2 separate regions of the Mus musculus genome follow, and region 2 is linked to region 1. Evidence: chromatin contacts called from public Hi-C data. All regions are on one chromosome and are shown on one strand. Each heading gives the region's core, a stretch centred on a gene start, on an enhancer-like site or on the middle of the called end of the contact. The rest is flanking DNA. Distances are from core to core; before and after follow the strand shown. Region 1 has its middle 93 kb from the start of Gm31894. Region 2 overlaps Plxna4 (plexin A4).

Region 1 (4,673 bases), core at 1,835-4,334:
GGAACACATTCTTGTTTGTAGGGTGAATATACCAAAGTGTTGGGGAGTGGTGATTATCACGCCAGCCACACACTCTAAAACAGTTCCAGGAAAACAAAAGCCTTTTGCTTCCTGTTTGTGTCCTTTCTAAATGATTGATATTAGTTTAAGAAAGTCATTCGAGAAACTAGAACAGCAATAGCCAGCAAAAGCCTTCAGTCTCCTTCAGCCAGAATTGTCTGGCCAGACTCCCAGTGAGCTCATCTTGCTCAGAGATGGAGTGAGTCAGCCTCACCCCACATGGTGAGGTCATCACTGCCGTGCCTTCCATGCTAAATATCCTGGGCAAGAAGAGACTGAGGAAGAGACAGTGGGTGCTGTGCCCTCTAGAAGCCTGTATTGATTTGAAGAAGGGTTCTGATCACTGAACTGATGAAGATGTCATGTATTATGTGAGTCTTAGAAATGGCAGCCATGTCCTGGCCTTTTGGCCTGCACGACACTCTACCCTTTCCAACTCCACTATGAAAGGTGTCCTCTTCCTTCTGCCTTGTACTCCTTCTCATGAGGAATCACAAGGTAGACTATTTTACCCAAAGAACATATTGAAAGGAACCATGCCTCCCTTAGAGCTTGGGCTTCTGCATGCTGGGGGCAATAGGTCTTTTTCAGATTAGCTTTGAATTCATTTCCCCATAGTATATATAAACACGTCAAGAAGAGTGTGATGCATGTTCATACTCAAGAAAGCAGGACTTAAGTTAAGGGGTCTGAAAACCACATCACAAGAAGACTAGGTAAGGTGAGCCATCTGCCTTCAATACTGAAGTAGTATCCCTTGAAAGATCTAAAGATATTAAGACCAGACCCAAAGGTGATAAACTAAAGATCAGTTCTGCATAAGGAAGGAAATGTCTGAAACTGGATCTGTCCAAGATGGCCAAGTGCCCTGTGTGGTCTAAGACCACACTCTGTCATGTCCATCTTTGCTCTGCTCTGATCATTGACTCTCTTTGTCTGTTTCCCTAGAGGCTTTGGGTCTTACTCGTGTTAGGATAGGCTGATCTGAGCTGGAATCCTAACTCTGAAGGGGTCACTGATGAAGCTTGCCTGTGGTCTCTGGCTTCTCTTAAATTCTAAGAGAAAACCTAGAGACAAGATGGGTCACCTGCTTGATGCCTAAGGTAAGTTCTTCTATCCATCCCCATCATACAGGTGAACGAAGATCAGGCTCAAGTCATGACTCCTCATGGAAATAGAAAAGACCATATTCTCCTTCCCACCTGACCCAGTTGAAGATGGCACAAATTCACCTGAGCCCCTGGAGATACACAGTGGGGTGCTCCAAGCTTTTCTAGCGTCACAGTTGACTTGGAGACAAAGATTAGGCTAGCATGAAAATTTCTAGACTTTTCCATGTAGAAAGCTGTAGAGTCCACCATATAATATACATGGCATGGTTTCAAATCTGCAGCCATTACTCCCACTGAAGTTGAAGTAGAAGAGATGATTGTAAGAACACAGGGCTTTTATGGCATGTGGAGATGATGGTGGGGCTTATTAGGTTGTCCCATTGGATACATTATTCTCCAGGGGGCTTAATCAAGAATTATATCGGCAAGATCTTATTTGATATTGGATTCCAATTTCCCCAGAAACATTCTGCCTGCTCGATTTGCAGCTTGGATGCAAGGCTAAGCGAACCTAGTGGCCAGGCCCTTGTTTCTCATGCTCTAAGACTTTGAAGGGAAGCCAGCTAAGATTTATTAGACATTTTTATTATCTAGCTCACACCCCACCCATATCCATTCACACAAATCACCTTTGCAGAACCAGTGAGATCTCTCCACCTGGCATTTAGAGCCTCTGTGTTTACAGAACAAGGAAGCCCAAAAGTTGAGAACTTCTGACAGCCATGGCTCTGTGGTTGTTCTTAATTTCTGGAAGCCCTGCTTACTTTAGCTCTGTTCTGTTTCTGCTATGCCTCCTGTTGCTAATTGACAGCCTCTCTCTGGGCATCATCTATCTCACCCCAAAGAAGCTCCCTGGACAGGAAAGGGCTTGAGTGCATGGTGGCTGGATGGGACTTCTCAATATTGGCATCCATCTTGACCCTGCTCCTAAGTCCTTGGTAACTTTTGGAAATCCCTTTCCAAGTCTCTACCTTTGTAAGCAACCTCTTATGATTAATTCATGGGGTGGCTGAGAATAGTAAGATACACCTAATCCCACAAAGCTAGTTGTCATGAATTTAAAGTCAGGTTTAGAAAAGAAGTTGGGAGACAGAGCTCTGGAAAACACTCCATCTCCATTCCTCATCTCACCAGTAAGGATAAATATTTATCATAAACACCCCAGGGTAAATATGATAAACACCCATTGAACCTGGTTGCTGGTGAGATGTGGAAGGGACCCCAGAAACCTCCCATCCTTGACTGCTCACCTGTAGACCATGTGACCATCACTTATAATCTGTACTGCCTCAGAGCTCGCCTCCTTGGACAGAGCCATTTCATCCTCAGGAAGATTTAGGCAATGAGCAGACAGGAGGAAAGATGCAGGAGGCCTTTTCTCTTCCTGACATCCATTATCCCAAGGGTAGAAGTGAAAGCTGCCAAGGGACTCTGTGGACCCCATCTTCTGCTTCTTTTGCACAATTTTGTCACCAAATATGTCCTCTATACTTCTATTCTCAGCCTGTTCATCTCTAGTATTCTTATTCAGAATTCACACAAGGCTCTGCCACTCACTACTCCCCCCACTTACCACAATAATCTGTCCAGAGCCAGCTCCCAGCTCATATCTCCCATGTGACCATTTTCTTCTTGGCAGATGACAACCTGGATATTCAGGACCTCCTCAGTCTCATTCGCTCTGAGCCACTGGTTAGCTCATTAGAATCGATAGCTAATGGGGGTGGGGGTTGTGGGGGTGAGGCCTGGACAAGGGACTCCACTTGTTCCCAAGATGCTGTTGATGCCTGGAATAAATAAAGACCTTGATACAGCCCAGAAAAGATGACCTGGAGCCTATAGCTGAGCTGGGGTGCTGGTCAAGGACCCACACTCCCCAGCAAAGAAGCACCATGCACTTGTGGAAGATGGGAAGAGATTCCTGTTACCATGGTAACAGTCAGACAGCCCAAACTGCTGCAGGCTGTGAGGGAAAGGCACCAAGAAATATCCTAGTGAGATGCAGGAATTCACCCACAGCTACTACGAAACCCACCATAGGTGTGGCCAAATCAAATAGTACCCAGGCTGTTTAACAGTTGGGGTCCATGGAAGAGCCCCTGGGAACAGGACTGTCATTGTCCACTCCAGGATGGGGATGTGTTTCTAGGTGTGATGAACACTGGGCTCATGTGATATCACTTTTGGGCAATGTTTCTATTTTGCGAGTAAAACAAAGGCATTGACTGCCTTAGCACAGCTGGAGTCTTGAGACTGCGGCTGAGGTAGTTGTTCCTCCTTCATGCCCCACAGCTCTTTGCCCATGCCTCCATTAGCACTAATTACACTGTGCTCTAATTATTTGTTTACATGTCTGGCTCTCTCTCAGTCAAGCAGCTTGTGAGCAGGGATGGCATCCTGTTCCTGTAGATTCTTAGCACACATCCTTGGCACACAGTAGGTGTTTAGAATGCATTTTCTGAACAAATGAATGAATCTCAGCCAAGGACAAAGTTGGGAACTTTAGAGTAGAACAACAGTGTGTACAATCAAGGCCCACCGGGCAGTTACAGATGTACAGCTTTGCACAAAGGGCCCACAGCTCATGACAACCGCCTGGGGAGAAATATAAATTCACCGTATAAAATGCAATGTCTGCTTGATGTATAGTTGCTGTTGCACCATGGTAAAGCTGGAAAGTCAAACTATCGTAAATTGAAGGCCTTGTATATTTTTCTAGGCAAATGACTATACCAAGCCTTTAAAAAAAACACACAAAAAGCATATTTAGTAGCTGTGCTAAGCACTTCATGGACAGCATGGGAGAGGACATCGCCTATGGGCAGGGATGCTACAGGCAGAGGAATGTCAATGAGAGAGCTATGAGAAGATCCAATTCTAGTGGAGACGTGGACCTGAACAGAAAATTGGGCTTTTCTAATAGTTTAACCAGACTTACGTCTTTGGTACGTCCCACTGGATTTCTCAAAGCAACAGGGAGAAAAGTTCAACAAGAGAGATTTGGCATTGGGTCACCACAGAGGAAATAAATGGTACTGAATAGGTAATTCATCGTTAATCTGAAAGGTGTGCTGTCCAGGGGATGTGACTGGGGGGGGGGGGGGGGACAGAGCTTGCCCTATACCACAGGTTCAATCCAGAATTTTACCTTTGTTGTAGTTTTGATACAACACATACCCCACTTGGTTCCTAGCCTAAAGGTTGGAAGGTTGTGGGACCTTTAGAAGATGGAACCTCACTGTAGAACATGAATCAGTGGAATCGGTGGGGTTTGATAGCCTGGCCACTCTTTCTCCCACTCTGTGACTGCAAACAAGATGTGACTGGTTGCCTCACACTTCTGATGTTCTTCCCTCCTGTGAGGCAGCAGTGAGGCAAAGAGAACCCTTTGTCTCCCAAGATGCTTTCTGTGTGGTATTTCGTCACAGCATAAAGAACGGTAACCAATACAACCCTGTGGCCGTTTCCTCAGAGTACATCAACCCTTGTTTATTTATGCTT
Region 2 (4,238 bases), core at 387-2,886, 530 kb before region 1:
GCAACCCCCCAACTGCAAGCAGTTCAGTACACAGCAACGTTTTCCCCAAAATTGAGATATAAGAAAAAAAATAGACCCACTTATAGTTTGCAATGTGACGTGTCCCTTTAAAAAGTTCATGCGCTAAAGGCTTGTTCTCCAACTGATGGCACCATGGATAGGTGACTGGATCACTGGGGCTTGGCCTTCATTCCTGGCTCGATCTGTGGATGGGTTCATATCTTAATTACATTATTTGAAAGTGATAGAGATGTAGGAAGTGGGGCCTGATAGGAGGAAGTGGGTCACTAGGAACATATTCTCAGGTCTTGTATTTTGTCCCTAACTGTTTCCTGTCATTCTCTCTGCTGCCTGGATGCTGTGGAGGTAAAAATGTCTGTTTTGCCATGCCCTTCCACCATGCTGGTCTGCTGTACTGTAGGTCCAGAAACAATGCAGCCAGCCAGTCAGCCGAGCTTTGACCTCTGAAAACATCAGCCAAAGTAAACCTTTCCCCTTCCAGTCGTTTTCCCAGGTATCTTGTCATAGTCATCAAAGCTATGACTAACTCACGGCCAGTGGGATTAGCCTTTGCTGTCAAAACACAGCCACAGTGAAGGGAGAAGCACAGGGCATCAGCAAAGCAACACCTTCCTGCTGGGCATGGCTTCCTGTTCCTCCACAGACTTGACAGGATCTGGACCTGGGAAGAAAGAAAATATGAAATGTCGGACAAATCTCGCTGTGAGGACCACTGGCCTGTGACTGCGGGATACAGCTGGTCAGGCTTCTTTGCAGAAAAAAGACAGCGAGACCTTTAGAGTCATGGGACTGCAGCGCAGGCCCAGCAAACAGACCTGGCCCTTCCTCTCATGATTCTTAAGCTGTGGGTGGCAACCCCCTTGGGGGTTGAATGACCCTTTCACAGAGGTCACCTAAGACCATTGGAAAACACAAATATTTACATTATGATTCATTACAGTAGCAAAATTACAGTTAATGAAGTAGCAACAAAAAATAATTTTATGGTTGGTGGTCACCTCATCAAGAGGAACTATATCAAAAGGTTACAGCATTAGGAAAGTTGAAGACCACTGCTCTAGCAATGGCAGGCCAGTTGATGATGCCTTACTTGGTGCAACAGCCTATACCTTTACGTCTGTCATACCATGGCAAGGTACATCAAAAGAAGGCACATAGAAAATTCAGCAGGCAGAGCATCACTTGTTAGGGAAACTGGGTTCCATGATTAACCACATTTTTTTTAACATCCATTTGTGAGGCTGACCTATGAAAGTCTAGAGCTGTTCTTAGTCATTATTCTATATACTTCAGGTAGGACCTGATCCATAGGGCACACTTTATAAGTATTTTCTAGATGCTAGGGGCATGGAATGACAACAAAGGGCAGCGTTGAAAAGAAGATGAAGAAGAAGGAGAAGAAGGAGAAGAAGAGGAGGAGGAGAAGGAGGAGGAGGAAGAGGAGGAAGAAGAGGAGGAGGAGGGGGAACAGGAGGAGGAGGAGGAAGAGGAAAGATGCCTTGTGGAAGCAGCAAGTTGGAATCTAGAAAGAGAATGTAGGTGGCAGGGAAAGTTGCCCATTTGAGAAAGCCAGCACTTGAGGCATTCCCAGAAAGACAGGGGGAGGGAAGGACATCTGTTAGGTCTTGGAAGAATGGGTTGGAGACTGGGATGTTCCCTCTCTCTTTCCAGGCCCCATCTCCATCCTTTCTCTGCTTGCTGACAGTCAATATCATTTGCACCTGCAGTCTTAGCAGCTATTGTCCTCTGCAAACTCTGTGGCCCTAGGCACCAAAATCCAGGCCAGTGACACTAAGCGCTCCTGTTTGCCCCTGACAGACCTTTGACTTTGTCCTTTCCAAGCTGGATTCATCTTCTCTTTGGTCTCTGTGTCACCCAGGCAACCCTGAAGGACAAACATGACAGTGGAGGGGCTGGGGCTCTGCAAAGGGAGAGTGAATCTCTGACTCTCCCCCAGCCTCAAATAGTAGGATGTTCTCTTACCTGTGATCTATTGATAGAGGAGTCCAGGAGCAGAAGCATCACTCTGACATGCGTCTTCACTAGAAGCTTTGATGGCATGTCACTTCCTGGAGCATTGGCACTCCTTGTCCTGGATGGAGCCTTGACATGCCTCTGTCCTTGCTAGGTTGCATCGCCTTTGGAACGATCCTTCTCTGACACTCAGCGTTTGCTGGCCTTGGGTAGACCATTCTTTTATAGATTCTCTGACTAGAGCCAAAGCAATAAAGAGTGTTACTTGACTGAATAGGGTTTTTTTGTGCTGTGTTAGAGCCAGGATATTTTTATACAAATATGATATGAAATATAAAAAGATATGAAATAAACTCTCAAAGAAGAGCTTTAAAAAGGATCTCATTCATTACTATCCTCAAAAAGCTGAGAGCTTCGTGGAACGAGCGCGTGGAAATGCCGTAGCCTACAACCTTGAGCCCCGTGTGCAGTGGACTGGATTTCCAAGAACAGTGCTCTCCCAGCTAGGGGATGGAAGCAGGAGCCGCGAGCGTTTTCTTGTTATTCTCAACTCAATTTAATAAGCATCCATGGAAGACTGTGCAAATTCAGAAGTGTTAACCATGACCCTGTCAGCTCCTAGCCCACCATGAAGCTCAGCGTTCTGAAATACAGAAAATGGAAGCAAACAATCCAGCCAAGATCTTATCCGTTAGCCTACAATTCAAGTGATGTGCAGTGTCATGGGGCGGATATTGTCAGAGGTGAGAGTGAAGCCCCATCGAGAGACTTAGGCCCTGCCTCTGTTATAGATGAGAACACACTATGAGACTGGGGCCATGTGCATGGGTTATTGCTGGAATGAGTCAAGACTCCAGCCTCTATTGCTATTCTAGGATTGAGGAATGTGTGTCTGTACTACTCCCAGGCTTGGCACATTTACACATGCACACAACGGACTGTTTATCAAGAACAAATTTTTAACGAATTAAATATGAGAATAGCTGTCAGCATACTTTGGGAAAAGAAGTTCATAGTGACATTGAACTCTACTTCCAGAAGCAAGTATTGTCCCTTGTATCAGTCCCCTTTGCTTGTTGCTCCTGGCTGCCTCAGGTGTCTGCCCCAAACCCCATAAATCCGGGTAGGGTCACTACAAAGAGTCTGATACAATTTTTAAAAAAAATCCTATTTAGAGACAAAAGTCCCACAGCAGCCTCTGTTCCCTGACCCCTGTGCAGTTAGCTTTTTCCACAAAGAAGGACCCAGTAATCACTGTTCATGCTGAAATATTTGATTTATTCTGTGGAGGTCCATTGGAGGGCCTTTTACAAAGGAAACTGTGGAAAAACATTTGCCTGGAAGCTTTGGGAATGGGATGGGCGATCAGAAAGAATTACGAGCACACACCCTTGGAATTGTTATCTCATTAAACCCATGTTCCATGAGTGTACAGATTTTCCAATGCATTTGGGTCTCTTGTCTCTGGACAATGAAATTGCTATCCTTTGCCACAGAATAAATTACCTGTCAGGCTCTTTTAAGCGGTTTCAGGGTGGTGAGTTTAAAAACAGTACATATGCTTTACCCAGCAGTGGGCATGGAGTGAGAGTCCTACCCAAAGTTGTTTTTATGTGCTGTTTGCTGCGTTGTGCTGGTCTGGAGTGATTGACTTCTTCACTGAAAGGCAACAGCTTCTAAGGACTGAGAGCCATCCCACTTCAGGAGGCTTAAGGGTATAGCTCTAACAACATATATCCTCATACAGCCCTAGGAAAGGTAAAGTAAGGCTAAAATCCGGAGAGTCTGTTGTTTTCTTGCAGGTTGAAGCTCAGTAGATTCTTGGCTGCCTTACTTGTGGGCAGTTTGGAGTGTGCAGATGACCCCACTACGAAGATAAATATATATCTGTGACAGCATGGCACAAACCCACACAGACGGATCCATCTGCATGCACACACAGAGTAAGGTTTTCCAATTAGCCAGCCAAATGCATTTATCCTAATCTCATAAAGCCTCAGACAGAACTGTACTGCTCATTCCATGTTAAGACAGTTTCGAGGGCTAGAAACCAGATGTTTCTCACCTGGGTAATCCCCGAGTCAGCAGGGCGTAGAAGTCCATGAGAGGTGGTGTGTGTGTGTGTGTGTGTGTGTGTGTGTGTGTGTGTGTATGTGTGCTTGTATATGAAAGAGCAACTGCTTAGGAACTTAAAAAGGAGAAGAGAAGAGAAAGAATTACTGACACAAACTTTGGCTGGTTGC

Evidence for each region. Hi-C and Micro-C count contacts between places; a contact is called where the count stands out from the background.
Region 2: a Hi-C map of cortical neurons shows a contact between it and region 1, with 2.4 times the contacts expected there. The contact joins two enhancer-like sites. A contact is called at or near these places in 2 of 484 Hi-C or Micro-C datasets (adipose-derived mesenchymal stem cells and cortical neurons).

The regions. Positions count from the first base shown.
Region 1 is chr6:31,922,967-31,927,639 of GRCm38.p6, reverse strand. No RefSeq gene overlaps it. Among named protein-coding and RNA genes, the nearest start is that of Gm31894, 93 kb to the left of the region's middle. Within about 2 kb of position 3,084, at least 21 of the 459 cell types and tissues checked have an H3K27ac peak or open chromatin away from gene starts, as enhancers often do. A contact at or near this core is called in cortical neurons, where this site is marked.
Region 2 is chr6:32,449,424-32,453,661 of GRCm38.p6, reverse strand. All of the region lies in intron 3 of Plxna4 (plexin A4), which reads left to right. Among named protein-coding and RNA genes, the nearest start is that of Plxna4os1, 60 kb to the left of the region's middle. Within about 2 kb of position 1,636, at least 4 of the 459 cell types and tissues checked have an H3K27ac peak or open chromatin away from gene starts, as enhancers often do. A contact at or near this core is called in cortical neurons, where this site is marked.